Linked DNA regions of Sus scrofa: region 1 is linked to region 2. The links are chromatin contacts, called in public Hi-C maps. All regions are on one chromosome and are shown on one strand. The core of a region is the stretch at or near the end of the contact, and the rest is flanking DNA. Distances in the headings are between cores, read along the strand shown. Region 1 has its middle 43 kb from the start of DCTN1. Region 2 holds the start of DCTN1 (dynactin subunit 1).

Region 1 (6,571 bases), core at 2,803-5,302, 44 kb after region 2:
AAACATTTTTACAAAAGAGTATATTATCTTTTATTAAAGAGAAACACAAGCTAATTCACTGTCTTTAATAATCTGTTAGATTGCTGTTGTCTAGAAATGAGAATACATGGAACATGTTTCATAGGGTCCAAGGTGATGTTTAGGTTTCACATATTGCATGGTTATAGCTCAGTGGTACAAAGATCTAACACATCATTCTGATATTCAGAAGTCAGAAGGGGAGTTCCCGTCATGGTTCAGTGGTTAGCAAACCCAAGTAGTATCCGTGAGGATACAGGTTCAATCCCTGGCCTCACTCAGTGGGTTAAGGATCTGGCATTGCCATGAGCTGTGGTGTAGGTCACAGACTTGCCTTGGATCTGGCATTGCTGTGGCCGTGGTGTAGGCTGGCAGCTGCAGTACAATTTGACCCCAAGCCTAGGAACCTGCCTATGCTGTGGGTGTGGCCCTAAAGAAAAAAGTCAGAAGGAACTGTGATTTGCAAGATACTTTAATTTTGTGTGGTCATTAAAACCCAATAGGTAATTTAGGTATGATAATATAAAGACAGGCAATTAAAATCTCAAATATTACTCTAAAATCAAAGACATGAAAAAACTTTTATTCATATTTCATTTACATTGTTAGAGATCAGGACCTTACTATAGAAAATACTCAGTTACTATATATGATTGCTCCAGAAAATAAGGAAGCTTCAGAAATTATAAAAGGGGTCAAGATCCATAGTAGGTTTTCATCAATGCTTTTCTAGTTTCAATTCTTCATTCATAGTAAACAAGACTCTAACCTCAGCAAACTTCCCTGGATCCTTTCCAGTCAAGAAGATGGTATCTTTAACTTGTACTTGACCTTGTCTTCCAGTTGATGGTATCTTGTATCATTTCAGTGATGAACCCTTTGACAAGGCCTTCAAGAATATCCCCCGGCTCAGTATTAGGATTCTGATCATCCCCAAATCCTTACATTGTATGTTGTAATTCTTAAAAAAAAAGTCTTTTACCAGGTTAACTTCTGCACCCCCTCCGCTTTCTTTATTTTCTTCCTCAAAGATGGGGTTTTCTTCCCTACCTTCTCAAGAACATTTTTATTCTTCAGGTCTGTTCTTGATGTCTTGCCAGTGCTATTCAGACCTGGACTCAGTTGTATGGCTGGGGTGCCAGGTTTGGAACAGAGCTGGATGCAGTGCTAAAGTCTCACCAAGTCATTGCTCAGAGTCATTGTGTCATGACAGGAGCAGGAGGGTCCCACTTAAAAGGAAATCTGCATCACTGCTTCTCTGGTTAGATTTGGATGAGTGTTGGGGCGACGTGATTGCTAATGGCAGTCTCGGAGGATGGAGGGAGAAAAGGGACTTTGTCTCCAGGTGGCGTTAGGAGTAAGCAGAGGCCTCTGGTCCCTTGCCGTCCTGAGTTTAGACATATGTCATCTTTTGGTTGTAATGTTTACATTACTTAACTTGATGAGATCATCAAGTCTTTCCTTGAAGCCCAGAGTCAACTTGGGATGAATGGCCATTTCCTGAGATTCTTTGTATATCTCAGATACCTGCCTTACCCACTTGAGGTAATTTTGCAAAGGAATGTTAAAGTCAAAAACATCACCCTGAGGTATGAAGCAAATGCCAGTGAAAGCCCTATGTCCAGTGTCATCCTGGAGCCAGATTACAAAATAGAAACTTGGGAATTCCCGTCGTGGCGCAGTGGTTAACGAATCCGACTAGAAACCATGAGGTTGCGGGTTCGGTCCCTGCCCTTGCTCAGTGGGTTAACGATCCGGCGTTGCCGTGAGCTGTGGTGTAGGTTGCAGACTCGGCTCGGATCCCGCGTTGCTGTGGCTCTGGCTGTAGGCCGGTGGCTACAGCTCCGATTCAACCCCTAGCCTGGGAACCTCCATATGCCGTGGGAGCAGCCCAAGAAATAGCAACGACAAAAAAGACAAAAAAAAAAAAAAAAAAAAAAAAAAAAAAAACAAAATAGAAACTTGAATCTGTCACTGTCTCTTCTGCTGGTGTCTGAGCAGAGAGCATCACTGATACTTGACACTTGAGTTGATGTAGGCAGTGATTTTAAAGTGATTTGGATGTGAACAGTCTAAGCAGGTTGGTCTGAGTTTCAGCCTTTAGCCACTATTGGAGGCCCCGGGAAGAATCCGGTAGACACTGACATCCAGCTTCATGTGCAGGACAAAGCTTGTACTCTTGACTGGGCTGCTGTCTTGGCTTTGCTCTCCATGCCTATTAAGTTCCCTTTAATCTCTAGGTTCATTCTTTCTTCCTTTTTAAAAAAATGTATGGCCACACCTGTGGCATATGGAAATTTCTGGGCCAGAGATTGAATCTGAGCCACAACTGAGTCTTATGCCACAACTGTGGCAATGCTGGATCCTTTTAACCCACTGTGCCTGGCTGGGGATTGAACTTGTACCTCTACAGCAATCCGATCCACTGCAGGCAGATTCTTTTTTTTTTTTTTTTTTTTTTTTTTTTAAGGGCCGCACCCACAGCTAATGGAGGTTTCCAGGCTAGGGGTTGAATCAGAGCTGCAGCTACCAGCCTACTCCACAGCCACAGCAACTGTAGATCAGAGCCGCATCTGTGAGCTTCATCACAGCTCAGGGCAACGCTGGATCCTTAACCCACTGAGCGAGGCCAGGGATTGAACCTGCAACCTCACGTTTCCTAGTCAGATTCCTTTCTGCTGCGCCATGACAGGAACTCCCTGAAGGCAGATTCTTAACCCACTGCACCACAGCAGGAACTCTAGGTTCTTGCTTGCTTGCTTTTCTCTAATAATTTGTTGAAGGAACTATTTCTCAGAGTCTATTTTTTTTTTTCCTTAAATGCCTCCTCATGATGTTAATAAATTCCTCTACCTTTCATATTTCCTGTGAATTATTAGTTAGACTAGTTAGATTTAGAAGAGTGATTCTCCAGGTGTGGTCCCCTGACCAACGACATTAGCCTGGGGACTTGAGGGAGATGCTAATTCCTACTCCCCCAGAGAGCCTGGCCATCAAGTTCACCATCTTGGTGAGGCCTAGCATCCCGTTTTTGTGAACTCACTCACTGAAGTAGAAAGGTCAAAATAGCTGGAGTGGGAAGGATGAAATACTGGAGAAGGTAGTCTTGATGGAATGACATGCAGAAATTTCTTTTTTTTTTTCCTAAAAATTAGAAATTTGGAGTTCACATCGTGGCTCAGTGGTTAACGAATCCAACTAGGAACCACGAGGTTGCGGGTTCGATCCCTGGCCTCGCTCAGTGGATTAAGGATCTGGCGTTGCCGTGAGCTGTGGTGTAGGTCACAGACACAGCTCGGATCCCGAGTTGCTGTGGCTGTGGTGTAGATCGGAGGTTACAGCTCTGAAATCGACCCCTAGCCTGGGAACCTCTATATGCCATGAGAGTGGCCCAAGAAAATGGCAAAAAGACAGTAATAATAATAATAATAATAATTAGAAATTTAATTTTTTTTTGGCATTATGTCAGAGTAAATGGAATGAAATGGTGGGTTTTTTGGTTAAACAGTTAAATTAGCTGACAACGTACTTGGGAGACTATGATTGTTAATGGTCCAATGTTCCCTTCCTTTCTTGGAGAAATGAGGGGCCAAGTATTCACTCTCCCTTAATGCTTAGGCCATCAAATCTTTTTTTTTTTTTTAAAGATTTTTATTTTTTCCATTATAGTTGGTTTACCGTGTCTGTAAATTTTCCACTGTGCACCAAAGTGACCCAGTCACACATACATATATACATTCTTTTTCTAGGCCATCAAATCTTGACACTTTTCTAAAAGACATGGTAGCTCAGATATGGAGGACCCTCCTTTGGAGTTTAGGTTTGCCTGTGTACTTGGCAGCCAAGGGCACTTGGCTTAGAAAGATCCTTGGCTGCATCCTTCACCTGCAGCAACAGCTTGTCAGTTTCCCATGAAGAGTAAAAGCCGGGCCTGTTTTTTTTTTTTTTTTACAGAAAAGCCCCTCCTGATCTTAGTGGAAAGGGTCAGCCCAGGACTGGCCTCCTGGCAGGCAGTCAAGTCTTAGACAATTGAGCAAGAATCGATTGGTGGAACTTCACTTTCATGAACTTAGAGAGTAAACACAACCTACCAACCAAGTTGTGAAATCAAACTTTGTTTTCCAAAGCCCCAGTATTTAACATAAATTACTTTAAATCTATCTTGATACTCCTTTCTACAAAATGCAAAGATCATGCATAGTTAACACTCATAGAATTGAACCCCGAAAGAGAATGGATTTTATTATATACAAATTTTTATTATTATTATTTGCTTTTTAGGGCCACACCCATGGCCAGGCTAGGGGTCGAATCGGAGCTACAGCTGCTGGCCTACACCACAGCCACAGCAATGCTGGATCCGAGCTGCGTCTGTGACCTGCACCACAGTTTACGGCAATGCCAGATCCCTGACCCACTGAGCGAGGCCAGGAATTGAACCCACGTCCTCACAGGGACAACATTGAGTCCTTACCCAATGAGCCACAATGGGAACTCCAATATGCTAATTTTATTTATTCATTATTGACGTGTTGTTCAATTACAGTATTAGGTTCAAGTGTACAATTAAAATATAGTGATTCAATACTTTATAGATATAAATTTAAGTGTATACGTTTTAAAAAGTGAATTAAAAAAAGAAAAGGAGCACTTAGATTAACAGAATGATAAAACATGACCACCGCTTGTTAGAATTTTCCGACATATTAACACAATGATATTGGAAATTAATTTTTCAGTGGAAGAAAATCCTCTTTCTCTATTTTGGAAGGTAGGTAGTTGGGCTCCTGTTTTAAATAAAGATATTCCCGAAAAAGAAGCATGCCCTGGAGTTGCTGTTATGGCTCAGTGGTAATGTGAATCCAGCTAGTAACCATGAGGACAGGGGTTGGATCCCTGACCTTGCTTAGTGGGTTAAGGATCTGTGTTGCTGTGAGCTGTGGTGTAGGTTGTAGATGCAGCTCAGATCCTGTGTTGCTGTGGCTGCGATGTAGTCCAGCAACTGTAGCTCTGATTTGACCCCTATCCTGGGAACTTCAATATGCCGCATGTGCAGCCCTAAAAAAAAAGAAAGGGAAAAAGAAAGAAATATGCCCGCTCACTTAAAGTCAGTCGGGGACAGAGTGAAAAGACTGAAATTTACCTATCCATTCTACTCCTGATAGACATTCAGGTTGCTTTCATGTTTGAGCACCTACAAACGGTGTTGTGTAAACATTCTTGTTTGTGTGCCCTGGAACACACATACACAAGTGAAAGTACTTGGTCACTCAAGTATGTGTATTTTCATCTTTATTAAACATTGTCACATTGTTTTTACATAGTGGCTGTATTGGTTTACACCCCCACCAGCAGGCTGGGTTCCCTTGGTTGGATTCAAGCGCATCCCCTTGGGGAGTGGGGGGGCGGGTAGACGAGTCTTGGGAAAAATGAGGAAGCCGGGCATGGGAGAGCCTTGGGTGCCAGTCCAAGGAGTTTAGACGTTATTTGACTGCCCTGGAAAGCCACTGTTGATACTGGACCAGGAAACAAAATGCAAAAATGAGGTTTTAGGAGTTCTCAATTGTGTTGTAGGGGAGAGTGGTGATGGTGGTGGGGTTGGGTTAGGCCAGCAGCAGGATGCAAGTTCAGAGAAGAGGGAGAATATTTGCGTGGAGAAGGCAAAAAGGGGGAACTGAGCAAATGCCAGGGGGCAGAGAACCAGAGCATCCCAGATCTACCAACTCTTGTCTTTAAATAATCAGGCTAGACTATCACACACTGCCAATAGGGGTGTGAAATACTGCAACCCCTCTGGAAAACACTGTGTGTTATTTAGCAAAGATGAAGATGCAGGGAGTTCCTGCTGCGGCCCAGTGGGTTAAGAATCTGACTGCAGGAGTTCCCATCATGGTGCAGCGGAAACAAATCCGACTAGCATCCATGAGGTTTCGGGTTCAATCCCTGGCCTCACTCAGTGGGTGAAGGATCTGATGTTGCTGTGAGCTGTGGTGTAGGCCGGCAGCTACACCTCCGATTGGACCCCTAGCCTGGGAACCTCCATATGCCTCAGGTATGGCCCTAAAAAGACAAAAAAAGAAAAAAAAAAAAAGAATCTGTAGCAGCTTGGGTCATATGCTGCGGGGCAGCCAAAAAAAGAAAAGAAAAAAAATCCTATAAATAAATAAGAAAATAGAATTATAGAATTATATTCATTTAAACATGGATATGGTTATCAATTCACAAAATGCCATTGTTCAATATTAAATGAAAAAAATTAAATCTCAGTAGGAATCAAAAACTGGTTCAAATGATGGAGGATAATGTGAGAAAAAGAATGTATATATATGTATGTATGACTGAGTCACTTTGCTGTACAGCAGAAATTGACAGAACGTTGTAAATCAACTATAATAGAAAAAATAAAAATTAAAAAAAAACTCTAGTTCAAGATGATGCACTGAACTCTTCCTTCTCTTTCCCCCCAAATCCAATGTAAATTACATTTAAAAATTTATTTTTAATAAGAAAAACTTTTTGTACATATATTTTCTATGCTTTATCTCAATTTTTT
Region 2 (6,752 bases), core at 1,047-3,546:
TCAGAGCTACAGCTGCAAGCATACGCCACAGCCACAGCAATGCCAGATCAGAGCCATGTCTGCGACCTACACCACAGCTCACGGCAATGCCAGATGTTTAACCCAGTGAGTGGAGCTAGGGATCGAACCTGTGTTTTCATGGATACTAGTCGGGTTTGTTTCCACTGAGCTACAAGGGCAACTCCTACATTTATTTCCTTTGGACAGCCTGGTATGGCTGATGTAGATGCTTCTCTCCCCTGTATCTGTCCTCTCCCATGCCTGGCTTTGTCACCCTTGATTTGCTCGCTGCCTTTATCCAATTACCTCTCCAAGTCTCTCAGCCTGAAATCCACCTCCTCCCTCTGGAAAACAAAATTTGTTTATTCAAAGGGTGGTGTTTCCCTCTCGGTTACTTCCCGTGTTCCAGAGTGCCTAGGAGTCCACCCAAAAGTGAACAGATGTTCTCTTCTGTTCAGCATCACAGGTTGGGAGGAAATTTTGGGGTCCTTGGGGTCCTGTTCAGGTTCCCCATCAGAAGGGGCCTCAGGTTAGCACCTATGAAAAAATACATAAGACAAAGACAATATTAATTTTCTTTGAAGACCACTCAGACTAATTCAGTATAAAAGAAACATCGTGTTTCCTGTTTGCACATCCTGTCCTTTAGAGTCAGTGGGACCCTTTTCATGTGTCTTTCCTGTATCACTACCCGGATTCTACCCAAGTTTCATCCTCACTTGAAAGCTCAGCATATTCATTAATTCATTAAAGGTTGTTAAAGCACTCAGAGGGATGGCTCCAGCTCAAATTGAAAATATATGTTACAAAAGTTTCAAGGCAGATCAATATGTACTAATATAGACAGTCTCCAAGATGTATTGTCCAGTGGAGATAAAAACAAATTCAGCACAGGGGAATTATATTCAATAGGTTGTAATAACCTATAATGGAAAGGAATCTGAAAATTTATTTATCTATATATAGATATATCGAATGTATATATATCTAGATATATCTATATAGAGATAGAGATGTATTGATGTATATCTATATGTCTGAATCACTTTGCTGTATACCAGAAACTAACATAACATTGTAAAGCAACTATATGTCAATTGAACAAACAAGATTTGGAACAGTGTGTATAGAAAGCTGCTCTTTGCATCTAAAATGCTTAAGTTTTTAGAGACTGACTTTGGAACTGCAAACAAAAATCAGATAGCTTTGGGTAGGGATCTTGGGAATAGGATGAATGGGACATGTATTTATGTTTTTAAAAATGTGCTTATTTGTGATAGCCAAAAGCTAGAAGCAACCCAAATGGTCATTGATGGGTGAATGGATAAATAAAATGGTATATTGGTATAAATAAAACATATATATTGGATAAAGAAAACATAGTACTTCAACATGAATTAATTTTGAAGATATAAGCCAGACACAAAAGGACAAATATTGCATGATTTTATTATTATTTTTTTTTTTGGCTGTGCTCACATGACAAAATCCCTGAGCCAGTGATGGAACCCATGCCACAGCAGCAATGCAAAGCCTCTGCAGTGACAATGCCAATCCTTAATGAGCCAGAGAGAAGTGTATGATTCTATTTATATGAGGTACTTATAATAGTCAAATTCGTAGAGACAGAAAGTAGAATGCTTGTTACTGGGGCCTAGGGTTAGGGGAGAAAAGAGAGTTAGTGTTTAATGGATACCGAGTTTCAGTTTGGAAAGATGAGAAAATTCTGGAGATGGATAATGGCGATCGATGGCTGCACGATAATGTAAATGTGCTTAGTGCCCTGAACTGTACACTTAAAATGTAAATTTTATGTTACGGATATTAGCACAATTAACAAAATATATGTATACAGTGAATTTAAAAGCCTTCAAATTTATTTATTTATTTGTTGGCTAGGGCATGTAGAAGTTCCTGGGTCAGGGATGGAACCACCCAGGCCACTGCAGTGACAGCGCTGGATACTTAACCCACTGCACCACAAGGGAACTCCTCAGGTTGTTTTTCAATCTGAGATTAACTGAGATAAACATACATTACACTAGTTAAAATTCAGACTCTATACATGGATTCACAATCTTCCTAATGTAGATTCTATCATTAACATTCTCATTTTATGAAAGAGGAAACAGAGGCTGGGAGGGGTTAAGTAACTAAGCCAAAAATCTCCCGTAGTCAGTAAACCGAAATGGAACCCATTGTCTAGTAAATTCCGGCTCTCCCAACATCCTTGTGCAGACATCTTGGAACACTTGTTCTAGGTTTTTTGTTTTTGTTTTTGTTTTTTTTCCCCCATTGTTAGAAACAGGTGCAGTGGGCCAAAGAATTTGTACCTTTTTTTTTTTTTTCAAGGGGCGCACCCGCGGCAAATTGAAGTTCCCAGGCTAGAGGTCCAACTGGAGCTGTAACAGACAGCCCACGCACGCCACAGCCCAGCCGCAGGAACACAGGATCCGAGCCCCTGCTGCTACCCACACCACAGCTCAGGGCAGTGAGGGATCCCCAACCCACTGAGCGAGGCCAGGGATCCAGCCCTCATCCTCAAGGCTACTAGTCAGGTTTGTTACCGCGGAGCCACCAAGGGAACTCCCGAGGACTTTATACTTTCTAACGTTTTCTTTCTTTAAATTAAAAAAAAAAAGCCAAAATTCTATTATGTACATTTGCATTATTTTATATTTTCATCATAAGGTCTTAGAATGCCTGAATCCCCATATGATGGATAATACTGAACAACAGCAAAATTTATTCTCTCCCGCAACTACTTGGCGAAATACGGTTTATCGATACTGTTTTCGTTAGCGGCTTCGCACTCAAGAGAGCAGCGACCCTCTGGGGAACACACATGCTCAACGCAAAGGAGTCCTTTGCCTCCCCTCTGCCGGGAGAGGGCGCTGGCCGCCGCTGGCCTCTCTCCTGTGGTCCTAATCGCCTTCCCACGCGCAGTGCGCACGCGCCTATTTCTCTCCAGGTGTCCAGCTTTGTGCCTGATCGAAGTCTCCTCGGCCGCGCTCAGCGCGCTGTTTTTAAATGCGGGTGGTCTTCGGGGAAGAGTAACGTGTTCCCCCGACCCAGAACGCCTCAGGGCCTCAGCGGCGAGGGGGACTGGGGTGCGCCCGCAGGGATCGGGCGGCGCTGCGGGCAGCCGATGCGGGATAGGCGGGCCCAGCTAGGGCTTGGGCGTCGGTCGCCGGTGGGGCCCGGAGCCGGGCGCGGAGCCCCTGACAGGACAGGTACGGAGGCGGCGACCCTGGGAACCGCCTCCTCCCCCACGGTGTTGGCGAGGCTCTTGGCGGTGCTCTGGGGCCTCGGCGCTCGCCTAGGGCACAGTCGGGAGCCCAGTGTGCGGGGCGGGGGACGGCGGGGGTGGGCCGGGGCCGGGGGTGGGGTGGGTGCTCACTCGGGTTTGGGCCGGTCCGACCCACCTGAGCTCTTCAGCCTGGCGGTATTCTCCCGGGGTCCGAGTGATTGCGCCTCCGAATTCCTCCAGAACTGTAAGGGTTCACCTCCTTTCCTGGGAGCGCCCGAGGCACCCCTGAACCCATTCGGAGCTACAGGTTTCCTGAGGGGCACACGGTTGAGAAGTTGTGTTAAACAGAAAGAAAAAAAAAAAAAATAGAGGCCCCAAGCATGGGGGTCTGGACATGCGTTTGGTGTGTCTGTGTCTCTCATTTCTGGGGCCCGCCCTAACTGGCAGGATGACCCTAGAACAGTCATCTTGCGCATCCCCACGGCTAAATCATGCAGATGAGAAACTCCGCTGTTTTTAAAGAGGCAATGGCTTAGAAACTTACTCTCATTTATTACACTGAGGAGAGCAGCAAGCCTGTCTTGACCACATACTGTTCCTTAAGGTACTGAGAGTCAGGACTCTATGAGGTGGAGATTGGCGTTACCTGGTGTACTGCTAAAGCCCAAGCCACCCTGGATGTTAACGATTGTAGCTAGCGATAACTTTTTGTTCTAAAAGGCATTTTGTGGTCAGAGATGTTTAGTTTTCTCTACTAGAGAGTATTTCAGAGCTTTCAATATGCTAATGATATTTTCCACGAATTTCCCACTGAGAGTATAGTCTGGAGAGTTTCCCAAATTTGAATGGAAAAGGCTGTTATTCTTGGGGGTTGCCTCTGTTTAACATATGCAGCAGTTTGGGAAATGGAGTTTTGGAATCAGAAACTCAAGGTTTGGAAGGGGCAGTGTAGGTCAGTGCCTTTTGAATTTTAATGGTATATGCATTGGTTGGTTCTACATTTTTAACAAATTCCCAGGTGATGCTGACACTGTTCTTCCATAGACCGCACACTTTGAGTGGCAGGGGTATAGATCACTGGATTGATAGACACGGAGCTCTGATCCCTGCTTTCCAGAACAAGCTGTGCTGCCTTGAATGATCACGTCCCCTGTCAAGGCCTATAAAGTAGGAGGCTAGCCTAGAAGATCTCTAAGGTTCCTCTCAGATCTAAAATGTGATTCCAGTCCAGTTACTCTTGTGAGAGTTGAACACCATCTAAAATATCCTTGGGCGTTCCCGTCATGGCGCAGCGAAAACGAATCCGACTAGGAACCATGAGGTTGCTGGTTCAATCCCTGGCCTCGCTCAGTGGGTTAAGGATCTGGCGTTGCTGTGACTGGCATAGGCTGGCAGCTGTAGCTCCGATTAGACCCCTAGCCTGGGAACCTCTATATGCCGTGCATGCGGCCCTCAAAAGCAAAGTAAATAAGTAAATAAATAAGTAAGTAAATAAATAAAATATCCTTGCCCAATGGCCAATTTGGGCTTGAACATTTCTAATTATGGGAATTTACTGCATGTAAGGCATCCTGTTGCATCTTGGGATAGCATAATAAAGAAAGTTTTCACGTTGCTAAAATACATCTCTGTATCTTCCATCCTCTTGGTCCCAGGTTATCTTTTAGCATCAAACAGATAAAAAAGTACAATCTCTTTTTAAAGAGATGACTCTTAAAATGTGAGATGACAGTGTTTTTACCAAGTTTTCCCCAAACCGATTTATCTTTTATTCTACCATGACATTGCTTCACATCCCTCTCTCTTAAATTCAGTCCTTCTTTGTGGAGTGTAGTGAGGCTGTAGCTGGATTTTGAGGGATGAGTGGGGCTTACACAACTGGAGAAAACATTCTAAGCAGCTGATCGTGGTGCAGAGATGACACTGCATATGTCAGATCCAGGCTTGTTTGATTAAAATAAGAAGTGGCATGTCAGTGAAAGATTTTAGGCAAAGCAATTTTTTAGAGTGTGTATCTTCTTGCCGTGGTGTATGATGTGATTGGAAATGGGGACAGAGAGAGCCAGGGAGCCAGATGTGCCTCACCTATCAGTAAAGAAGACTTACGCTGATGATCATCGTAACGCCTTTTATTTATGTGTAACAGTTTACAGATTAGAGAACGTTTCTCAGACTACCTTTCCTGTGAGGTAGACAGGTCAGCTGTTTCCCTGATTTATAAATGAGTCACCAAAGAGGATAAATGATTTGCCTTAATTCTCAGGGGTATTACATGGCAGGCCAAAGTGATGACAGTGGTAATGGGGAGAAAGGAAGGCTGCAGGAGGCAATACTGAGGAAGAATTGATAAGTTGGGCCTGCCTGAGAATGAGGGTACAAAGGAAAAGAAGTTGTTAGGGAGGAGTCAGAATTGTTGGGAAAATCATAATACGTAACTGACAAGTGCTGTATCTATCATTGCTAGTGGCTGCCTGGAGTTACGGGTTGGGAGGGAATGTAGTAGAGGATTCCTAGGTTATTTAGCCTGTCTACAGGTACTGGAGAGTGTGTGGGGCCTTGGGTGATCTGTCCCATAGCAAGGGAAATGGGAGCTGGATCCTCAGTGTCCCCCAAGGGGGTAAGTACTGAGCAGTTGACTGATTCAAAGTTATCTCAAGGTCCTCGCCATCCTGGAGACCCTAGATTTGGTTTTATATAACTTTTTTTTTTTTTTTTTTTTGTCTTTCTGCTATTTCTTTGGGCCGCTTTCGTGGCATATGGAGGTTCCCAGGCTAGGGGTCGAATCAGAGCTGTAGCCACTGGCCTACGCCAGAGCCACAGCAACGCAGGATCTGAGCCGCGTCTGCAACCTACACCACAGCTCACGGCAATGCCGGATCGTTAACCCACTGAGCAAGGGCAGGGACCGAACCCGAAACCTCATGGTTCCTAGTTGGATTCGTTAACCACTGTGCCACGACGGGAACTCCTATATAACTTTTCTTTTGAAGTTCTGGCTAGTACTAGTTGCACCTGGCTGATAGACAAATTGGCTGTCCAGTTTCACCTCCCCAAGCTCCTGTATGTCCACTGAAGGCTTCATTGAAACAGAGACTGGACCCTTGTCATGCCCAAGGCCTCACTAAAAGCTATTTTCCAGAAGATCTGCACTTTTCCTAGAGCCTAGAGGTCTCTCTCTGTGGTTACCCTGGAAGCATATGAGATTGAGATCTAGTGACACTACCAAAATCCATGTGACCTGGATTTGTCCCTGCACTTTCAGTTTCTTATCCTCCTATATGGAGCAGAAGGAGCTGCCTCTGCTGGGGTATGTGTGCACGACTGTTAAGTTTACCCCCTGATGTCTCTGGGAAACCTGTCAGAGCCAACATGTATCCATAGAGCCTGGTGTTGGTATAGCCTTCTCTTCAGCACTGCACGTCTTCTGTGTTCAGTGCTTAGGATACTGAGATGTATAAAAAGTCTTTGCCCTGAGGGAACTCACGATGGGATGAGAAACGCT

Evidence for each region. Hi-C and Micro-C count contacts between places; a contact is called where the count stands out from the background.
Region 1: a contact with region 2 is called in a Hi-C map of liver, with 2.9 times the contacts expected there. A contact is called at or near these places in 1 of 5 promoter capture datasets (liver), 12 of 47 Hi-C or Micro-C datasets (embryonic fibroblasts, fetal heart ventricle, fetal liver and 4 more) and 1 of 2 datasets of targeted methods (skeletal muscle).

What each region holds. Positions count from the first base shown.
Region 1 is chr3:68,682,434-68,689,004 of Sscrofa11.1, forward strand. It overlaps the pseudogene LOC110260121 and the pseudogene LOC110260122. Among named protein-coding and RNA genes, the nearest start is that of DCTN1, 43 kb to the left of the region's middle.
Region 2 is chr3:68,640,266-68,647,017 of Sscrofa11.1, forward strand. DCTN1 (dynactin subunit 1) reads left to right here and starts at 2,297. Exons shown (of 28, transcript XM_021087359.1): 1 at 2,297-3,233. It overlaps LOC100737572 (a long non-coding RNA gene), which reads right to left. Exons shown (of 3, transcript XR_135162.4): 2 at 3,426-3,562; 3 at 1-537.